Linked DNA regions of Mus musculus: region 2 is linked to region 1. The links are chromatin contacts, called in public HiChIP or PLAC-seq maps. All regions are on one chromosome and are shown on one strand. The core of a region is the stretch at or near the end of the contact, and the rest is flanking DNA. Distances in the headings are between cores, read along the strand shown. Region 1 holds the start of Selenoi (selenoprotein I). Region 2 holds the start of Fam166c (family with sequence similarity 166, member C).

Region 1 (4,170 bases), core at 1,422-3,921:
GAGCAAGAGTGCAAGAGCCCCCCAAAAGCAAAAACGAAACCCCGTCCCTCTTAAGGAGAGTTATCCTTCGCCTAGGACGTATCACTCCCTGATTGGCTGCAGCCCATGGCCGAGTTGTCGTCACGGGGAAGGCAGAGCACATGGGGTGGAGAACTACCCTTGGCACATGCGCAGATTATTTGTTTACCACTTAGAACACAGCTGTCAGCGCCATCTTGTAACGGCGAATGTGGGGGCGGCTTCCCACAAGAGACCTTAAGGTCTGGCAAGATGGCTTAAAGGGTAAAGGCACTTTGGTGCCAAGCCTGATAACATAAGTTAGATTCCCCACAACTCACAAGTTGGGAGGAGAAAATCAACTGTGGAAAACTGTCTTCTGATCCATCCATGCTCACTCTCCCCCACAAATACATGTTATTAATTAAAAAAAAAAACTGGGGCAAAGTGAAATTGAATTGTTGAAGATCCCTCAGATAACAAGTATAAGATGACAAAGGCCAGACAAAGTTCTGTATTATTTCTGTTTAAGATCTCAGGATTTATAATTGATTCTAAGTTTTAACAACCATCCACACAGGAGAGGCAGTGAACCGCAACTACTCGCTGTCACAAAATTTAAAGCTGTGGGGCTGGAGAGATGGCTCAGTAGTTAAGAGTGCTGACTGCTATGCAGAGAGGACCAGGGTTCCTCCTGAGCACCCACGTCCTGAAGCTCACAACCGCCTCTAACTCCAGCTCCAGGGACACGAGATGGCCCCGGTCTCCTCAGGCACCTATACTTACGTGCACATACTCACACACATAATTAAAGGTAACAAGAGTCCTTTAAAACATTCAAAATTGTTCTTTAAAAAAATATTTCCTAGATTGCCTTTGGGGCAGGAGGATCATGAGTTTAAGTCAACATTGGCTACAGTGATTCTTCTTACACCTCAGCTCTCCAGAAAGCTGGGATTGTAGGGGTCCACAGCCACACTCAGCTCTGGTAGGGTGGTAATGGGGAAGGGACTGGTAAGGGTGGGTGGGACTGGGAAGAGAGGAGGGAGGGGGGTTGTGAGCCGATGTAAAGTGGATAATAAATGTGTAGCTCATGTACTGTTATTAGTTTGCAGTTGTGTAAGTTTTTAAAAAATTACTTTTTATTTTACACGTATGGGTGTGTGTTTGCCTGCATCCTGTGCATGCAGTGTCCTTGAAGGCCACAGGAGGGCATCAGATTCGCTGGAACTGGAGCTACAGATGGGTGTGAGCCACCTCTGGGAGTTGAACTCAGGATCTCCAGAAGAGCAGTCATTACTCTTAACGGCTGAGCCATCTCTCCAGCCCTATCCTGTCACTTTTAAATGTTTTTCCACAAGTAGTTAAAGTATTTTAAGTATGGTTTGTATTTCAGATGGAATGGTGCAAGGCTCATATTAAAAAAAAATTGATGACAAGATTCTTTTTGTCATATTTATATTGACTAGAAAAACTACATAGCAAAGATTTTATGTTGGTTTAATGGACACTTTATATGCATCATCTCATTAAGAACTGTACATTTTAGAGGTGGGTGTGGTGGCTCACACTTGATATTGATAATATTGTCATGAATCTGAGGTTAGTCTGGGCTGAATAGTGAGTTCCAGGCTAGCTAGGAGCTGGTATGGGATCCTGTCTCAAAAAAGCCGGAAACTGTGCTTAGCATATCTTAGGTCCTGACAGCAATTTGTTAAGTGAATGACTCCAAGGAACTTAAGTGGAGATTTCAAATTAATTGCCCTCATTCCAGGGAACAAGGGAACTATTAGACTCACTGATAATCTGTTTCTAATAGGGCTATATTTCTAATTGGGCTAACCATTTCCAACCAAATAAGTGCTTCTGGATAGGCATTGTAATTTGAATTTCTTGCTGGTACTGGAGAATACACAACTCCGGACTGTGTGCTAAGGGAAATGGGGCAAATGCCTCTCATCTCAAAGTTAATGGGTTGGCGATGATGTATGCAAAATTCTCTGCACGTAAGGCACGCAATAAAAAGTAGCAATTATTAAACATTTCCTATTATTAGACACATATTAACCACTGGTGACGTGTTCTTTCTACAATGCACTGGGCCCTAGTTGTAAAATCACTCCTTGTAAACACAGGGCCCCGTCGAGATTGAGAGATCAATGGTTTTATGGGGGAATCGAGGAGACTTAAGCAATTGGAATTCGCACCGGCTGAACCAGTGGAATTTGACGAGGCAGTCCAAGGTTCACAAGCATCATGGATCAGAAGGGACTGATTTTCAAGTCCCTTTGGATTACTCGATGTTTCCCGTTCGCCCGACATCATCATTTCAGGATCCCGAAGCTCCAGGCGCTCACAGCCCGCTGTGGCACACACCTGCCTCCGCCCTTCCCCTCGAACGCCCCCGTACACACTCACCCGGGCCACAAGATTATGCGAGCATCCCACACAATCACTCGGGGTTCCTATAGCAGAGACAAGAGCAAAGGCTGCTGGGAAGTTGACCTTTCACTCCTCCTCTTACTTCAGTTCACCTATTTTGACTCTGGCAAATGAAGCGACGAAGACGGTAGGAGGGGCGGGACTTGGCGATGGCCATCCCGTGCCGATTGGATTGAGGCGGTGCTGGGGGCGGGCCGTGTAAGGGGCGGTGTCCCTACCCGCGGGAGCCGCGGGGCTGCGCTTGCGCACTGGGTGCGCTACGCGTGCGCGGTGGGCGGAGCGCGCCTCTACCTTCTTTACCAGCCCAGGCTTTCCTAGCTCTGCACAACGCCGTGTGCTGCTCCTGTTTCATTGCCCTGTCGCGCAGTGTCGCTGCCGCTGCGGAGTGGGCGTTCAGTTTTCGGGTCGTCATGGCTGGCTACGAATACGTGAGCCCAGAGCAGCTGTCGGGCTTTGACAAGTACAAGGTAGAGAAGGCGAGCAGGCGGTCGCCCATCTCCCCCGCGCCCGGGCCGCGCCCTGGCCGGCGAGGGGCCGGCGCGGTCCGTGTCACCTTGCGCCTGCCGCGTGGCGCGCCGGCGGGCGTTGTTGAAGGGGATTCTGGGGGCGGGAGGTCGCGGTCGGGAAGCTTGGGAGCATCCTAGGCCGGCCGCCCGGTCTTGGCACCCCGCGGGAGACTGCCTTTTCCTTAGAGAGTGGGGTGAAGAAATTCCTTTCTCTCCTTTTCCTTATTAATTGTCACTGCGGCGGGTTTTCAGCCTTTCCCAGAGAGGGTGTTGTTCCCTTCTTTTGGTCGTCGTTTGAATGAGCTTCTCACATGCCTCTCAGTGCTTACAACTTCAGAGATCTGGATGGTCTTTTAGCGGATGCTAAGGGAGGGAAGTGACTTTTTCAGGCCTTAATGCAGATGCACTCCACCCTACCCCTGGAAAAGGGCTTTCACTGAGGCTCGTAGCGCTGGCACTGCAGGTTAAGACGTTGTGCACTAGAAGAAACTGTATAGTGCAAAGAGCGCGCGGGCTTTGGAGTACATAGAAACGCGATGCCAAAGTCAAGTTTCTTCTTTTGGCTTTGGACGAGTCGTTGAAACCCTACTCAGCCTCTCTTTTAGGCTCTTTAGCCTAAGTGTGAGTTTCTCTTGTGCTTAGTATATTGGAAAGGGTTGAAAAGAGTCTGGCACGGCATGAACCCCCAAGAAATGCTGGTGGTTCCAGCATTCTGGGGTTGCAAAATACAGATTTAGTAGTCCCCCCAGGGAACTACTGGCCATCCAGGTGTCTTAATGTGAAATAATGAGGTTTGGTGTTTCATCTTTGGTAAGCCTTTCTTGAGGGCAATCTGTTCCTTTATGAAATTAGTGTGTGCCGAATAGAATGTCCAAATGATGAGGCTAGTCCTGTGGGTAGTAGTCATCCAGGAAACATTTGTGCAATGAATTAATATTTTGGGGGGAAAAATCTTCATTTTGTTTAACTGAAATAGAAAAAAAAAAACCCAGGGGCTTTAGAAGGCCCTAGGATATTCTTCTTTGAAGCAGTGTTGGACCATACTATTCTGAATTAAGGTGGTGACTTACCTTAAAACTGTAACTGGGAAGGAAGAAATTGCAGAGCTTTCTTAGTGGCTTGGGTCAGAAGGCTGTTAACCCAGATACCTCCTGTGTGTGTTTGCATCACCCTCTTGGTTATCTGTGCTGCACTGCAAAGATTGGCAGCCAAAATATTTTCTTCG
Region 2 (4,505 bases), core at 833-3,332, 230 kb after region 1:
AGACATCCAAGAGCCTTCCCTGTTTTTCAGCCCTAGTTTTCTCTGTACTTTCTTTTTCCTCTCTCTCCTCAGTTTCCGCTCCCCTTTCTGATGTATATTTAACTATATTGAGTTAGAAAATTCTTCAAAAATGCATACATTGAATGCAAGAAAATATCTAAAAAAAAATTAAAACCAAAGTTAATGTCCCTTTAAAATGACACAAATTCATCTTTGTCTGTAAGGTTCGGTGGTACTTAGCAGCCCTCTCCTCAAGGGTCCCCTGGTTCTCTACTCTAAAGGGTGAGTTTCATGGAGCCTCTTACAGCCCTGCACATGCTGAAGGGAAGTCCTACGGAGCAGCCCTAAAAGCTTTGTCAAATCCCAGTTTCTCCGTCTCAAAGACGACAGCAATTCCAGTTAGCATAGCATGACTCTACCAGCTACACCAGGTGCCAATGCAGAGTCCACCCAGAATAGGCAGAGGGCTTGTGGTCCAGAGTGCACAGAAGGCGGTCTGCAAACTGGACCGACTGGGAGGCCGAGAATGGAGAGGAAGTGAGGGCTTCACCTAGTGGAGTGGGGTCATTCAAAGCCTTCCTGGAGTATGTCACATTAGAGCCATGGTCACCTTTTAAACACAACTTTGCCTAATATTTTTCTTAGTGAAGCAAATGTGCCCTGAGGCAACTTGGGAAACAGTAGATATGACTGCACATTTCCTTCACTGATTTGTCACTACGCCCACACCTGTGGCTTCTTGGCCACACTAAGCTTCAGCCATTCTGATTGTGTGTGTGTGTGTGTGTGTGTGTGTGTGTGTGTGTGCGCGCGCGCGCGCGCAAGCACCTCTTACAAACATATGCTCCCTACAGCCTAGAATCGCTGGCATCTGTTAGAGGACATCTCTGGAGAGTTCTGATTGTGATGGCATCCTGTGAGTTCATTAGTGACTGTGGTCTTCATCGGCTGCCATTTACAGGTTCCAGCTGTGCGGGTGATGCCTCTACCCGAGGAATAGCTGAGGGGAAGAGACCCACCACATGATGGTTAATATCGGCTGGCTGCTTGACAGGACCTAGATTTGCCTAGCTCATGGAGGAGACAGTTTATGTAAAGCAAACCTCAAGTGGACTTCAGGGCTTTGATGGCTGAAGGGAAACCTCACACTACAGATCTCTGGGCAGAATGAACTACGGTACCTGAGGCAAATATAAACCATAGACTGTCCCAGTTACTTCTACCCCGACAAAATAGTGCAGTAAGCAACTTAAGGGAACCAAACTTTATTTAAGACAATGGTTTCAACCCATCCTTGTGGGGAGGCATGGAAAACAGCTCCTTTCGCATCTCAATGACCAGAAAACTGCAAAGCCAGAACCAAGAACTAACTTTCCAAGGGTGGCCCCTAGTAACCCGCTAGACCAGCCAGGGCTCTCCCCTATAAGATTCTGTGTCTTAAAGGTAACACCCACCAGGGAACAAGGCTCAAAATGTGAGTGTGTGAGGGATATACAGACTCAAACTGTAACAGGCACTCCTCCCTTCTCCTCCTGTCCCTCCTCTGCCCCAGAAAGTGTCTCATCAAGTCGCCCAGGCTGTCCTCAAACTAGCAATCCTCCTGCCTCAGCCTCTGATGATGGGATTACAGGCCAGAGTCACCCTATTTGAGAAATGTGGGAAGAAGGAAGTTCAAGGGGAGAAAGGAGAAACTAATGAGAAAATTAGTGAACATTGAAATGACAGGGGTGGGAACCCACACATGAAGTGAGGTCAGCCATAGAGCCACTTCCCCGAGTTCCGTGGGTGGAGGGAACCCTCGTGATCCAAATGGGATCAAATGATAGCCTCTTCAGGATCGATCCAGCTTTTTTATCTCCACACCATATCTCCAGTAGATATGAACACCTAAACTGGATGCCAGGGACCCTTGGGGGAGCCACACAGTAACCTTGTGAGGATGGGGCGGCGTCTTCTCCGGGTTGATAGACAGAGAAGGTCTAGGGAGCGCACAGCAAAGAGGACTCACTGTCCCAGAACGAACTCGGGTTGCCAGGCATGTGGTTGCCGGGTGACCAGCTGGCTGTTTACCGCAGGGCTGAGCCGAGCCACCGCGCCGGGGCTCGCAGCACCCACCATGGCCTTCCGTAGCGCGGGCACACTAATGACCGAATTTAATGCCGCCTTCGTGCCCCCAGCTCTCATGCCCGGGTAAGCTGCTAGGCACCCTGACACACCTGAACTTGCGGGTCAGAGCTCTCCCCCTCCTCCCTTCTGCACACACCTGCGGGACGCCGAGGCTCCGCCCTCTGGATCTGGGGGCTCCAAGAAACCCCACTGGCCAGTGTTTCCTTCTTGGCTTTCATGGTCTTTCTGCTGTAACAACAGACTGGCAGGTGGTGGGGCTGAAGAAGTGGATGTCTGAGACTTACTTAGCCCACTTGCTATGGATGGGGCCAGACTGAGGGAGAGAGAGACCGTGAAAATGTGTGTGCTTGGAGCAAGCAGCCTGGTTCACAAAGAATGTGAGAAGGAGCTGGGAGTGCCCGGCTTTCCAGGAAGGAGGGATTGACGCCGGGTGGGCATGCCTAGCAGAATCTGGCAGGGCCGTATGTGACAGTTGGTAGAGTACACTAGCCACCTGATTTTTATACATACTTTTTTCTGCAAACTGAGCAGGCTACGGGATGAAAAAACCACCAGCGTCGACAGAACACAGTGCATTTTACATAAAATTCGATGTGTTTTCCCGCGGAAGAAGCAGGGCACCGAGGGGCTCTCTGTTACCATCATTTTCAGAAACAGTACGTGTGGAAGTATCTGCCCCCAGAGTCTGGGGCTCTAGTTCCAATCTGGCATGTCGGTGGTGGATGGGACCCATCAGACAAAGGTGGTTTACAAAGCATAGAGTTTCCCCAAAGCCAGCCAGGCATGTTGGATCAGCTGGCCGTGAGGCTTGGCTACCCACTGCTTCTTCACTTGGAAAAGACATTGAGTGTTCATGGGGCATGTGCCAGGTGTTATAGGCACCCCAAAGGAACAAAGACAAAAGGGGGTGGATGACCCCAGAGGGATCCCAGCCTTCTATTTAGATTTTCTTTACATTTTGAGACAGAGAGTCTCAGGAAGTTACCTGGGCTGACCTTGAGCTCAGGCTATGGGCTAGGCTGTCCTTGAACTTTTGATGCCCCTGCCTCGGCCTCCCAAGTGCTGGCATTAGAAGTCTATATGGCACCAGACTTATAGAAGTCTATAAGTCCCCACTATCTACGCTGAGCCCTGGTGGAGCACAGCACAGGTCCCCCTTACTCATGTAAATACTTAAGATTTAGTTCAAACTCATCTTTGAGGCCAAGGCCAGCAGTGGGTTTTCCACACTCTAGCTGTCTGTCATGAGCTGTGACATCAGACATTGCTCTTTTATTTCTTTTACTCCTCCACAGCAGTGGGTCCCAACTTGTAGCTCTCAATCTCTTTGAGGGCATCAAACGAGCCTTTCACAGGGGTCACGTGTCACACACACTGCGTATCAGATATGCATTCATTATGATTCATAACAGTAGCAAGATTATAGTTAGAAAATAGCAACAAAATAATGTTACGGTTGGGGGTCACCACAGCATGAGGAACCACATTATAGGGATGCAGCGTCAGGAAGGCTGAGACTCACTGCTCCACAGGCTTTTATTGGAAGAGCTGCTTGTGCCAAACCCGTTGATTCTTTGCTGCCTGCAGGGCAAGCCCTGGCGTGCCAGCAGCCCTATCCCATGATTCCGTCACACTAGAAGCTTTGGAGGCTGCAGTTTTAGGAAAACCCCCACGGTGCCTCTCTAAATGTTTGTCTTTGGTTCCCTTGAGTGCCGCATTCTATCCTATGATTCCTTTAGAGATAGTAAAGACAATGGCCGGCCATAAAGGGGGCTTCAAGCCTGGCTTCCGCTAGGCAGAGCGCTGAGCCATGTCTGCTACTCTCCGTCAAGACCTTTCTGTGAGAGATATGTTTTCCTCAAAGGTCCCCCTCAGCCAGGAATGAACCAGGACATCTGGTGTTTCTACTACCTCAGTGGCAATCCCGTTTACTTAATGAAAGACTCCAGGATTCCCTACCTGACTTGGATAATTATTATTTTTTTCTGTTCTTTCTCAAACATTAATCACAGATGTGAAAGAACAGCCAGTCTCTTCTGACACTCCAATCATCCCCTTTGTGGATTTATCTACAGGCAGGGAGTGTTTGGGTTGCTTGGGACCACACAGATCTCACTGCCCACCTCCCCGCTGTTTCAGACGAGGGCACGGCGGTCACGGGGTCTTTGTGTGATCTCCTGCTGGTGACTGTAAAGAGCTGGGCTGCAGCCAGGTCTTGGGTGCCGAGCAGTAACACCATGACCCTCCCCGCCAAGCCTGTGCCAGGCCCTCCCTGTGCTACGTCCATTATGAGCCCCTCTGTAGAAAGGCTTCCATAGGCTCAGTGGGTAGGGAAACCTGACGGTCTGAGTTCAATACCTGAGGTGGACATGATGGAA

What was found. HiChIP or PLAC-seq counts read pairs in DNA pulled down with a chosen protein or histone mark.
Region 2: a contact with region 1 is called in an H3K27ac HiChIP or PLAC-seq map of extraembryonic endoderm stem cells. The contact joins the promoter of Fam166c here to the promoter of Selenoi in region 1. A contact is called at or near these places in 5 of 39 promoter capture datasets (the C10 cell line, the HPC-7 cell line, neutrophils and 2 more), 6 of 484 Hi-C or Micro-C datasets (3T3-L1-derived adipocytes, the C2C12 cell line, the CH12 cell line and 3 more), 6 of 115 datasets of contacts at active chromatin or transcription factors (the 230-238 cell line, bone marrow-derived macrophages, extraembryonic endoderm stem cells and 1 more) and 1 of 9 other capture datasets (adipose tissue).

What each region holds. Positions count from the first base shown.
Region 1 is chr5:30,229,910-30,234,079 of GRCm38.p6, forward strand. It overlaps Selenoi (selenoprotein I), which reads left to right and starts at 2,672. Exons shown (of 10, transcript NM_027652.3): 1 at 2,672-2,906. The coding sequence starts at 2,850.
Region 2 is chr5:30,463,995-30,468,499 of GRCm38.p6, forward strand. It overlaps Fam166c (family with sequence similarity 166, member C), which reads left to right and starts at 2,083. Exons shown (of 4, transcript NM_029285.1): 1 at 2,083-2,190. The coding sequence starts at 2,117.